2 separate regions of the Gossypium hirsutum genome follow, and region 1 is linked to region 2. The links are chromatin contacts, called in public Hi-C maps. All regions are on one chromosome and are shown on one strand. Each heading gives the region's core, a stretch centred on a gene start, on an enhancer-like site or on the middle of the called end of the contact. The rest is flanking DNA. Distances are from core to core; before and after follow the strand shown.

Evidence for each region. A called contact is a pair of places that touch in the nucleus more often than the background predicts.
Region 1: a Hi-C map of leaf shows a contact between it and region 2, with 2.8 times the contacts expected there. The contact joins the promoter of LOC121215557 here to the promoter of LOC107950301 in region 2. A contact is called at or near these places in 7 of 34 Hi-C or Micro-C datasets (hypocotyl, leaf and petal).

The regions. Positions count from the first base shown.
Region 1 is chrD03:48,434,048-48,437,746 of Gossypium_hirsutum_v2.1, reverse strand. It overlaps LOC121215557, which reads left to right and starts at 1,272. Exons shown (of 3, transcript XM_041090339.1): 1 at 1,272-3,461; 2 at 3,576-3,662. The coding sequence starts at 3,203. It also overlaps the pseudogene LOC107949969.
Region 2 is chrD03:48,223,311-48,226,847 of Gossypium_hirsutum_v2.1, reverse strand. LOC107950301 (17.5 kDa class I heat shock protein) reads right to left here and starts at 1,812. Exons shown (of 1, transcript XM_016885115.2): 1 at 989-1,812. The coding sequence starts at 1,608. The coding sequence ends at 1,129.

The sequences.
Region 1 (3,699 bases), core at 23-2,522, 210 kb before region 2:
ACATTCAGAGAATTTTTTGTTTACGTTTTGAGAGTTATTTGTTTTTTGGGTTTTTGAGGTTTAGTTTTTATCTCCATCTTTTTTACTCTTCATTCTTTTGCCATTATAGTAAAATTATATTTGCCCGTGGTTTTTTATCCTCTTTGAAGGGGTTTTCCATATTAAATTTGTGTGTTCATCTTCTCAATTTCTTCTGCTATTTTTACTTGCCTGTTGCTTAATTGGGACGATCCTAACACCTTATAATCCGACTCTCTCAACTCTCATCTTCTTTATAACATAGGCTTTGGGTGTATGTTTCTTGGACTCAGCTCAAACAATGAATAATGAAAATGGTCAAAATAGTGGGTCATCATCATCATCATCTCCTCAAGCTCCTTCTTCGATTCCAATGTCGACGCCTCCAAACACCGTTAGGTATACAATGAATAATCAAACTAATTTCTTCTTATGTCGGCACTGCAGAAACCACATCAGCTGCGGGACCAACATCATTCAACATGTATCACTTATCCCTCTTTGTATATATACATATATCAAGATTCTTGTTTTACTACTGGTAGTGGTACTTCAATTCTTGATCGTGTTCTTTGTGGGACTACTTCTTGTAGGTTTAACAGAAAACAGAAAAGCAATTATGTGGTATACGATTATTACATCTATATAACATTATGTGGTGTTCCAAGAATGCTTAGAAACTTTTAAATCAACTTTTCAGGTACCTGGGGTGATGGGGAATGCAATTCTGTGCCACGACGCGTAAGATACCTCTTCATTGAAATACACAATCACCCCAACTACATTTCATTCTGTAATCAAGTACAATACTTACAATTTAGGCTTTGTGCTTCATTGATATTTTCTAGTGTCAAAGTCAACACCGATCCTCTATCGTCTTGTTGGCTTGCCAATGATCTGCCTGTGGTATTTTTCCATTGCAAAGGATGCAACAGAACCCTAGGCCAGGGATTTGTGAGTGTTTTACATTTTCTTTTTTGTATAACTCTGTTTTTTCAGATGATTGTTTACAAACACTATCTGATTGCCCCTTTATTATACGTTTAATGATATTAACAAATATATGTGTATATTATGTATTGCGCGGATACTGTTTTTAGCTCGAGCGCGATCGGATTGACCATGGTATATGCGAAGGAAATTATTTACTTCATCCGTAATTTCTTTTCCTTTTCAAATACAGAATAATATTCTGAAATGACGCTAATACAATGAAACTCGAAAGCTGGTTTTTGAATGAAAGTGGCGGTGGCTGCAGGGACCAGATACTGCTTTGGAATGGAAGCCAGTTGCTTTGTGCTCACACAAATCAGCCAGTCGAAGATGACACAACCCGGTAAGTCAGACTTCATTAAGAATGCAGTTTCTACAACGAAGAAACAGCTGTTGCTGGTTTTGTTTTTCATTTTTGTTTCACTACTTTTTAGTGTTCCCTGAATAGTCATAATAAATAGTGCGAGAATGTTAGTAAAATTGCTGTTGGCGTTAGTGTGATATTGTGCAGATAAAACAAGGATTTTATAGCCAAAACCAACGAATTTGTGAAGGCAAACTAATTCAAGGGAGCATTTTTTATGTGCTCTAAAACATGGTTAATATTTCTTTGGTATATAGTAGGCTCATTTGTACTTATTATGTTTTGGCTTTCTTTCTTATAAAAGTTTAATGTATGGTTGCTCATTTTACCATGCACTATAATGCTATGAGTGCATTTTGTGTTTTGGTATAAGATCTACCTATGGCTGTTAAGAGTATAAGGAAGTCCTTAGTTGTTGGACTGGTTTGTTAGTCTGTTACACCTAGATTGTTATACTGTTAGTAAGGTTGTTAGCAACAATTAACTCATACAATGTTTATAAATATTTGTAGTGATGTACAGTAAAGAAATGAAGAAAGATTTTATAGTTTCTCAGTTTATTTTTTGTTTACCTTTGTATTTTGCTGAGTAATTTTCATGGTATCAGTCGCTTGATTCTTTTAGACCTGTCCTCTTGTGCTTTAATGGCTACCAATGCTTCTAGTGATTCCACCACTGCGCCGCCTTGTTCTTCTACGTTTACCAAAAATCAGTTGGTTCAAACATTTTCCCGACATGAAACTGTAAAGCTTGATGATAACACGTTTGTGTAGTGGAGGCAATACATTCGTTTCATCACCGATGGTTACAACTTGACTGGTTTTCTTGATGGCACAGTAACTACTCCACTGAGGTTCGTGCAGTCGTCGAATGGATCCTTGGTGGCAAATCTGGAATCCTTAGCCTATGTTCAATAGGATAAATTACTTACCTCGTGGCTTCTTTCTACTTTTTCTCCTTCTGTTTTATCTAGTTTTGCAGATATAAAAACAGCGAACGATGTTTGGATCACTGCTACTCGATTGTTTACGCTGTCTCTGGCGCAAAACTCTCTCAGATTTGTCATGATCTTCATTCGATCAAGAAGGGAGAGATGTTGATTAAAGAGTATGTTGTGAAGATTCAGAACAAATGTGCTTTAATAGATGCAGCTAGATCTCGGATCTCTGAAATGGAGAAGGTTGAAATCGTTCTAGCCGGGCTATCTTAGGAATATGACGCTGTTTTTACTTTTGCATTATTTTCGTCTGAATCGCTACCGTTTCAGCGTTTTTTGGATGTTTTGTTGGAGTTTGAGAGCCGGCAAGTTCGAGCGGTTCAAGAGGCGTCGGTGCATGCTTATTTGGTGGAGGCCTTTTCATCACCAATGGTTGTTGACTCTGGGCGCGGGGGTCGACTGCCTGTTAATCGAGTGAGAGGGTTTCGGTCTCGTGTTCAGTGCCAGATATGCAGATGTTTTGGACATCTGGCTTCACGATACTATTACAGTTTCAATCACGAGTATGGTGGTCCGGCGTCGGGTGTGAGAGTTTCAACAAGGATGGTTGACCATGGTTCGGGTGTGTTAATAGTAGACGGTTCTGCACTGTATGTTGCTTCGGTGAAGGTTTCTACTTGATGGCGTCATAGCCGAATTCATGGTGGGATAGTTCGTCATTTTCTACTGCGCTGTAGCCTAGGGTTGCTCAATGTTTTGAGGATTTTGACAACAAGGCTGGTGTGGGTTGTACGTTTGGGCCATCTGTTGGGCCTACTGTTAGGTTGCTTGGACGTTCAGCTGGGTTTGCTGCAGGTTATGGTGCAAGCTGTAGTGGATCCACTAGGCCAATGGTTGGGCCTTACAGTGATGTTGGTCCTTCCGCGTCAGTTGGGTCGTATCCACACGCAGCAGGCCATCATTTTAATTCATCATTTGTAGGCCATGGTTCTGAGGGCCATTTTAATGCTGTTGGTCAAAATCAACCAAATTCAAATTGTGTTCAATTTACAGGGACTGTTGGTGACAAGTCTAGGCCGGGTTATGGGTCTCACATTCCATGGAGGACAAAACCACGTGCCCGTGTTTTTCCTGTTACAATGCTAGCAGGTGTAGGTTTGCCTCGTATTCCCAATATTAACATGTCTGATGCTTCGAATTCCAATGGCTCCAATGTTGATGCAACTAATTTTGGTGATGATTCCTATATTCATATGCCTATAGGGATGTCATCCTGCTATCCAGATTCAGGGGCTACACATCACGTTTTTCGAAAGGCCTCTGCTTTGAATGAATCTACTCCGTACTCAGGTATATCTCCTCTTTTTATGGGTGATGGGACTCCCAC
Region 2 (3,537 bases), core at 563-3,062:
GCTTTTCCAAATCCAAGAATTCGCAGGTTCAAAATGACTCCTTTTGCAATATTTCTTTAAGATTGTATTTTGTACCAGCCAGCTAGACTCTTTGAAAATTCGCCAAGCTTGACTCGCAAGCAGAGCCTGATTCATCATCTTCATTTTCCTAATTTTTCATATGCAATTTCCTAGAGTCATGACAAGTATTCCAAAAGAAATCTCTAGTTATTTTGTCAATCTATCGAGGGCTTTGGAGCATGATAAGTGACAAATCGGCATATTGTTACCCACCAGCAGACAACAGATTTTTCTTCCATCCTTGAAGTTTGTTCTGTATCGGAAGAATTCAGTCTTATGCCAGATAAAACATTCTCATGAATCTAGTATGACAATTTCTGCTCACCACAAATTCTGATTTATCCATGTTAATAATCTCGCCAGAAAATGGATAGAACTGATCCGAGATTCTTTTAACATGTTGGCATTCTTCTAAATTCGCTTGGAAGAAGATAAAACTATCCTCAGCAAAAAATAAATGCGATATAGGAACTCTATCTCTGCTAATCTTAATGACATGAACCTGTTCTCCTTCCTCTGCCCTTTCCAACACGCACGAGTACATTATGACATAGAAGGATCTCCTTGTCTAATGCCTCTCCTGGCCACAATAATCCCCATTAACTAGACAAAACTAAGACTCGTAAGAATCAAACTTACCCACTTATCCCGACAAGCTTGTAGCTTTGTATACCTCTTTAATGAACCCCAACTGAGCATGTCATAAGCTTTATTCATGTGTCATAATCGGTTTTAATGTATTGACAATGATCTTTGTAATGACTCTATCATTGATGGGTCTAAAATCCTTTGCTGTTTCACCATGAAGCTTTTTGGGAATCAGTAGTATGAAGGTTCTGTTGAATTCTTGTCTCGAAGAAGTAAAAAAATAGCCTCCTCAACTGATGGACCAATGATGTTTTAACTCACACAATAACACTAAACAAAATTTAAAAACCAAGAGTCTCAGACATTAAAATTAATGATTTACATAATCAAACCTTGTTCCAAACAAAAGGGACAGAGACATCAATCAAAAAGTAAAAATAACAAACGAAACCACAGATTTCAAAAACACGTTTTTCACAATTAACCAGAGATTTCAACGGATTTGATCTCAGGTTTCTTCATCTCAACTTTAGGAACAGTGATAGTAAGAACCCCATTTTCCATGGAAGCCTTCACGTCGCCCATTCTCACATTCTCCGGCAACCTGAACCTCCGCGAGAACTTCCCGCTGCTCCGCTCCACTCGATGCCACGTGTCGTTCCTGTCTTCCTTCTCCACGTGCCTCTCTCCGCTGATTTGGAGAACCCTATCGTCTTCGATCTCCACCTTCACCTCCTCTTTCTCCATCCCCGGGAGGTCCGCCTTGAACACGTGTGCCTCCGGTGTCTCCTTCCAGTCCACGCGCGTGTTGACGAAAGCGGAGTTTTCTCGGGAAAGTGAAGGAAACGATGTGACTGTTGGGAAATCGAACTCCTTAAAGGGATCCCACAAGTCCAACGAAAACGGGTCGAAAACGCTGCTGCGCCTGTTGTCGCCAAAGATGGTAGGAATCATTGCCATTTTTAAGCGAAAGCAAGTGATCGTATGCTGAGAAAATTGCTGAATTTCGTTATGTCAAGGATAAACAAAGATTAGGTTATATATATATAAGGAGGAAAGAACTTGTCTAGTAATTTCTAGAAATTTGCATCGCAAAGTTTAGACTGCAGAACATGAAAATGCTAGAAAATTCCAGATTCCTTTATGGGTTTTGCGGATAGAGTTGGCCCAAATTTAAACCGGCCATTTTGGGTTAAAGTAGTCTCTCTTGTAGACCTATTTCCGGGCTTAGAGTAGGTAGCTTGAAACATTGAATAGTAGTACCAAATGACTGACAATTGGATAGGTCGATAATTTTTATTATTTTTTAATTTTTACTTAATTATTGTTGAGCTGAGAATTGATAATTTAATCATCAATTGAATTGATCATTATTAAATTTTAGCTTGGTTGGTATTGTTGTTGTAACACCTTAAAAAATATGAGTTCGAATAAATTTAAGTAATATTATTCACTTTTAAAGATTGAGAGGATATGGTTGGTTTGAGAATTAACATTATTTAAATCATTATTTTACATTTACTTAAAAATGTACTAAAAGTAAATAATTGTATAAAAATTTATTTATTGAAGAAATTATTCATTAATTGATTTATAAACAAATTTTCATTAACTTTAGGTTCAACCTTGGATGTCACTACTTTAGGTTAATGTATTTAAGAGGTCAGAATGAATTAAATTATTCTTTTTATTATTAAATGAATCAATTTAGTTTTTATAATATTAAAAAGAATCAAATAAGTTCAAACTGTAACAGGATTAACATTTATCATATAAAAAATGTCTTGAAATTTATTTTTTCAATTGCAGTTCAATTCTTAAGAAAAGATTTTATTTACAGAATCATAAAAACTTAAATAAATATTAACTTCATTCAACGGTAATTGAAACTTTTTTAATAGTAAATATTAACTCTATTCCAATTTGACATTATTTAATTCTTTTTAATATTATAAGAAATGAATTGATCCATTTAATATAAAAGGACTAATTTGATTAGGTCCTTCTAATAGAGGGACCACTGGAGCACATTTACCAATGAAGATAGAGACATAGATGTGACTAACTGGACTGACAATACATTGGACATGACCCAAGTAAAATAGATCCTGAATCTGTTTGTGGATTTATTCACTTGTGACGTTCATAGTGTGGTATAGTTAAATATTGAGTAGATGACGGACTTTATATGAGTAACTCGTACACTTTGATGTAAGTAAAACCCTGAGTTTAAATAAATAAGGAATTGAAAGCTGGTGCGTTGGGTGTACGACTTCTACAGCATGTAGAGTCATTCACAACAGAGTAATTCATAACTTGAGACATGGGTAAATAATATCCTCTCATTGGCATTATATGGTTGATGAAAAGTAAATGTGGCCACGGGTCATTCGTCTTTATTAGAAATGACTTGATTATTATTTGATAATAATTAACTTTTCATGAAGGAAGATGTAATGGTTACCATAAGATAAAATAGGATCATATTGGGAGAGTGGATATTATCCCAAAGAAATTAAGGATATCCTATGAGGGTAACACATTTATGACAAGGTCATTGGATGAGCGCTAATAACTGCTTTCGTAATGGTATGTTGCTAGGGAGAGCTCAATCACGATACTATAGTGAAATGATTTCGTGACTAAATAAGTTTATAATTAATAGGCAAAAATTCTGAACTTAATTATAAATTATTTGAGCCCTAATTACATATTTCCAATCAATCCCTCCGCTGGCTCATTGAAACCATAAATAAATTGCATGTTTGAATCGAAATGAATAGAAATAGAGAAATGGAAAACATTCAGAAATGATTATGGTTTTCTCCGAAATGGAGAAATTGAATAATTTGGAAATGAATTTGATTTTCTCAAAATGGAAATGAAAAT